Regions from separate parts of the Ovis aries genome. Here region 1 is linked to region 2. The links are chromatin contacts, called in public Hi-C maps. All regions are on one chromosome and are shown on one strand. Each heading gives the region's core, a stretch centred on a gene start, on an enhancer-like site or on the middle of the called end of the contact. The rest is flanking DNA. Distances are from core to core; before and after follow the strand shown.

The links. Hi-C and Micro-C count contacts between places; a contact is called where the count stands out from the background.
Region 1: a contact with region 2 is called in a Hi-C map of liver, with 7 times the contacts expected there. The contact joins two enhancer-like sites. A contact is called at or near these places in 6 of 16 Hi-C or Micro-C datasets (blood, liver, mixed tissues and 2 more).

What each region holds. Positions count from the first base shown.
Region 1 is chr2:243,858,775-243,861,474 of ARS-UI_Ramb_v3.0, forward strand. No RefSeq gene overlaps it. Among named protein-coding and RNA genes, the nearest start is that of EPHB2, 8.0 kb to the left of the region's middle. Within about 2 kb of position 1,432, at least 4 of the 54 cell types and tissues checked have an H3K27ac peak or open chromatin away from gene starts, as enhancers often do.
Region 2 is chr2:243,667,134-243,669,833 of ARS-UI_Ramb_v3.0, forward strand. The region is part of intron 6 of EPHB2 (EPH receptor B2); the gene reads right to left. Among named protein-coding and RNA genes, the nearest start is that of LACTBL1, 67 kb to the left of the region's middle. Within about 2 kb of position 1,293, at least 8 of the 54 cell types and tissues checked have an H3K27ac peak or open chromatin away from gene starts, as enhancers often do.

The sequences.
Region 1 (2,700 bases), core at 182-2,681, 190 kb after region 2:
TTTGCGACCTCATGGTCTACAGCCCAGCAGGCTCTTCTATCCATGGAATTTTCCAGGCAAGAATACTGGAGTTTGTTGCCGTTTCTTACTCCAAGGGGTCTTCCCAACCCAGGGATTGAACCCATATCTCTTTCATCTCCTGCAGGCTCTTTACCACTGAGCCAGCTAGGAAGCCCGAGACCCTAGGAGCTCCCTCCAGTTTCCCACCTCTGCATTCTTCTCATACTCAGCTTCACTCTGGACCACATTCTCCCCACCTTCCAAAGACCTCATCACATACCACCTCCTCCAGCAATCCTGCTATAGACCTAGCCCTCTCTCTAAAGCTCCCCAGCATGCTAATGGCATATGTGTCAATTGCCTTCATCTTGGATTCTTGTAAATAGCCTCATGGGATGGAGAGACTGTGAGCTTTGGGGCAAAGGGAGGTATGTGTTCATATCCTATGTGCTCTTGAGCAGGGAACATACTCAACCACTTGGAGCCTCAGTTGTTTTTTTTTGTTTGTTTTGTTTTTTTTTTCCGTGTAAATGGTCCTAATCCTTACAGGTTTGTTGTAAATGTAGAAGGACAGGACACACACAAAACGCTTGCCACCTGACAGGAAGCCCCTTTGGGGCAGAATGCATCCTGTCCCCCTTGGAGTCCCAGAGGGCCTGGCACATGGGTACTCTAAAAGTGCTTTGCTTTAGTGAATCGAAACCTCTCTCCCATCAGCAGGGAGAAATGTCTTGGTATTGGAAACACACGGTAAAAGGCTACTCAGTGTCTGTGAGCCATGGGAATTACCACCCAGAGCCAGAGTCACTTCTTCCTGGGAGCTGGGAGGGCCTGGATAATCCATCTCCTAGCTGAGGGTCCTAGAAGGTTTGGGGGCGGCCTCTGGCTTGCAGTGAGCAGACTGTCTCCGCAGCCTGTTCACACCCATGATTGCTTTGATCCTTCTAAGAGTCTAATGAGCCTAGCAGCCCTCTCCATATTATTGTGGGGGAAACAGCACCCAAGAGGGGAAGAGACTTTGCTAACTTTGTCACTTAACAGCCTCATGAATGTGGGGCTGGGTGCCAGGGGTCCTGACCCCCAGATAAAAGCCCTTTAGAGACTATAGATATGAGGCGACATTGGATTAAATGTTAGGAGAACCAAGTTCAAATCCCAATGCCGCCATTGACGTTCTGCCCGGCTGTGAGCGGCTGTGTCACTTCCTGACTCTCAGGTTCCTTGTGGCAGGGGGCCCTGTTGGGAGCTGAAAGGAGCCGGGAGATAGCAGTCGCTTCTGTAAACTGTGGAGTGTTATGTCCAGGTAAAAGGTTGTTACAGTTGACTCTGGAGCCTGATAGACGAGGCTTTGATCTCTGCACCACACCGGGAGTACACAGGGTTTTTATGGCTGCTTACCTGCCTGGCCGTTTCCCAATTTGCCTCTCTCCCGGAGTTTGAAAGAGCTGTTTTGATAGGTGCCTGGCAACAGGGGTGCAGCAGGGTGGGGTTGATGGGTTGGTAAGCTGGGTGTGGAGGCACTAAAGGCCACAGGAGAGCTGCCTCCTTCCAAAGAAGCTTAAAGTGGGGTGGATGCTGCGGTTGGGGAAACCCACGGAAAGATAAGGCATTCTTTAAGGACCCTTGTCCATGAAAAGAAAAAGTCATAGAATAAGCATAGCTGAGCACTCTGGGGTAAGAGTTTGCCCCATTAGGACAAACAGTGAAGTCCCGCTACAACTGGTTCGTATTTACATCGGACCAGGCACAAGGAGGTATTTCGGAGGCATTGACCAAATGGATGGATGGATGGATGAAGAGGAAGGAAGACGAAGACAAGCAGGCAGGCTTCCAAGTGGTGGTGACACAGGAGCTCTGACAACTCTCTGGACTATAAGACACGGACTCAGGAGTTTTTGGAAGGACGCACCTGGCAATCAAAACACAGGAAGATCTACTCTGTTATCAGGCCTTAATGGAACCCAGCAAAAGCCTCAGAAGGCCTGAACGTGATCTGTGATTATTCAGAATCTAAGGCATCTCTTATGGCAGAAAGTAAAGAACTAAAGAGCCTCTTGATGAAAGTGAAAGAAGAGAGTGAAAAAGTTGGCTTAAAGCTCAACATTCAGAAAACTAAGATCATGGCATTCGGTCTCATCACTTCATGGGAAATAGATGGGGAAACAGTGGAAACAGTGGCTGATTTTATTTTTCTGGGTTCCAAAATCACTGCGGATGGTGATTGCAGCCATGAAATTAAAACACGCTTCCTCCTTGGAAGGAAAGTTATGACCAACATGGACAGCATATTAAGAAGCAGAGACATTACTTTGCCAACAAAAGTCTGTTTAGTCAAGGCTATGGTTTTTCCAGTAGTCATGTATGGATGTGAGAGTTGGACTATAAAGAAAGCTGAGTGCCTAAGAATTGATGCTTTTGAACTGTGGTATCAGAGAAGACTCTTGAGAGTCCCTTGGACTGCAAGGAGATCCAACCAGTCCATCCTAAAGGAAATCAGTCCTGGGTGTTTATTGGAGGGACTGATGTTGAAGCTGAAACTCCAGTACTTTGGCCACCTGATGCAGAGAGCTGACTCATTTGAAAAGACCCTGATGATGGGAATGATTGAGAGCAGGAGGAAAAGGGGATGACAGAGGATGAAATGGTTGGATGGCATCACCAACACAATGGAGATGGGTTTGGGTGGACTCCAGGAGTTGG
Region 2 (2,700 bases), core at 43-2,542:
CAGTGCACCAATGAGGCACGGGTACATTTATTAAGCCCTCTCAGTCTCAGTGTTCTCATCTCTAAAGTGGAATCACACCACTATATACTATACAGAGTGGCTGTGGAAGTTTAATAGGAAGAACCGGGCAAAGCTTTTGGCATAGACAAGCCTATGGTCTTTCCGGTAGTCATGTACGGATGCGAGAGTTAGATCATAAAGACTGCAGAGTGCCGAAGAATTGATGCTTTCTAACTGTGGTGCTGGAGAAGACCCTTGAGAGTCACTTGGACAGAAAGGAGATCAAAACAGTCAATCTTAAAGGAAATCAACCCTGAATACTCATTGGAAGGACTGATGCTGAAGCTGAAGTTCCAATACTTTGCCCACCGGATGCAAAGAACCGACTCATTGGAAAAGACCCTGATTGCTGGGAAAGATTGAGGGCAGGAGGAGAAGAGGGTGACAGAGGATGAGACGGTTGGATGACATCACTGATTCATCGGCCATGAACTTGGGACAGAGAAGCCTGGCACGCTGTAGTCCACGGGGTCGGAAAGAGTTGGCCACAACTTGGCAACTGAACAACAATCGCTAACACACAAAAGAGTAAACGGGGGCTACCGCCATCGTGGTTATCATCAACACGTGATAGAATAAGCCTTCACCAATGTTCATTAAATGAATGCATGCGAGAGCGAGTGAGTGAACAGGCATCTCCGTGTCGCTACTGCTCCACGTACACTCGGCAACAACCTGAGTGCAGCCTGGCCTTTCATAGTTCACCCCTGCTCTCCCCACCTTTGCTGCCTCTCTCTGGAGTATCCTTCCCTTCCACTTCTGCCAAGTAGAAGTTTCTGTTGAATAAACACATAAATTGATGTGGCCTACGCGGGCCCATGCGCCTCACAAAGGACTCGTCTTGAGCCCTTGCGGGGAGCCGAGGGGAGTGTGAACCTGTGTGCTCCGGGGCAGCTGCCAAAGGAGGCCACCTCCCCTGGGACGCCGGAGCCAATGGGAGCGGCCCGCCCCGGTCTGGCTAACGCCATTCGCCATTCGTCAGCGGCATCCAGAAGCCTCCCTGCGAAGCGGTTGTCAGCTCCGGGCTCCGGGCAGGCTGGGAAATCCCCGTGGAGCCGGGGAAAGGCCAAGCCAGAACCCGCTCCAAAAGAGCCCTTTCTGAAGAAGGCGGGGAGGAGGGGGAGGGCTGGGGGGTGGGGCCCACACGGAACGGCAGGGCTCGGTTTGGACTCCCCTACCTGGGAGGATCTGGAGCCCTCATTAAAGAAATCGATGGCAGGCACCAGGAGGACTGCAGAGCTGGTGAGAGCCGGCTTACCTAGAAATAATCCCCCCACTCCCGCCAGCAGCCTGGCGCGCCTCCCCAGTGGGGCTGATTCGGGAAGGCAGAGGTGGTGCGGGGATGTCACAGCCCTACCCGAGGGCCCAGGGGCAGAAACCGCTCTTGACTCTCCTCCCAGCCCTCTGCTGGTGTCTCCTCTGAGACGTTCAGCTACAACTTTTTTTCCTCTCCTTAAACCTTGCCATTCTCTTGGATCCTAACCTTTCACTTCCGTGTGTCCTCTGCCCACTTGCCTGCACACTTGTCTGTTCTTGACTACACCTCCCTACCCCTGGCAAAGAATTCTCCTGCCAGCGCAGGAGACACAAGAGATGCGGGGTCAACCCCTGGGTTGGGAAGATCCCTGGAGGAGGAAATGGCAACCCGCTCCAGTGTTCTTGCCTGGAGAATCCCATGGACAGAGGAGCCTGGTGGGCTACAGTCCATGGGGTCGTAAAGGGTCAGACACGACTGAGCGACTAAGCGCACATAAGTACCGAACCTATACCTGCAGATCACAAGGCCTGCATCTGTCCCGAGGAAAAGGCTCCACCGTCCACCAGGAGTCCTCCTTCACGCTTCCCTGGTCCTCTGAGGTCCGAAATACTGGTTGGATCGGTCAGCTCCTCACATCTCTGCTGCCAGCCCTCCAACTCCACACCATGCTCATCTCCCACTTGGCATCCCATGAGAGCCCCGTGTTGGGTCTACCTGTGTCCCTGGGACCCCCTTGCAGTCTATTCTCCACGTGGCAAGTTATAGGAATCTTTAAAGCGATATGAATCAGATCACATCATTCCCAAATCTCCTGATGGCTTCCTATCAGACTCTATCAAATTGAATCCAGACCCTAAAGGCCTGGAAGACCCACCACAACCCGACCCGCCTCCCTTCCCAAGCTCCTCCCCTACTGCTCTCTCCCTTGTGGCCCTGGCTCTTCCACTCTCTTCTTTGTTCGCTGAGTGCTGCTAGCACATTCCTGCCCTGGGGCCTTTGCACAGGCCTTTCTTGCTGCCCAGAAAAATCCCTCCCTCATCACTTCTCTGTCTGAACTCCTAGCATCTTTCAAGGTTCTGTTCAACTGTCACTTAAATGAAGACTTCCTCTCATCCAAGCCAGAATTATAAGCATTTCCTTGGTGTCTCCCTGAAAACTTTGCTGGCTTTTCTATGGCTTGTATCACATCTTGTCTAATAGCTGTGTCTGAACCTGTCTTTTCCCCTGGGCTGTGAAGTCTTCCATCTCCAGTCACATCCACAACTCAGTTAGAACTGGACATGGAACAACTTGGACTGGTTCCAAGTAGGAAAAGGAGTATGTCAAGGCTGTATATTGTCACCCTGCTTATTTAACTTCTATGCAGAGTACATCATGAGAAA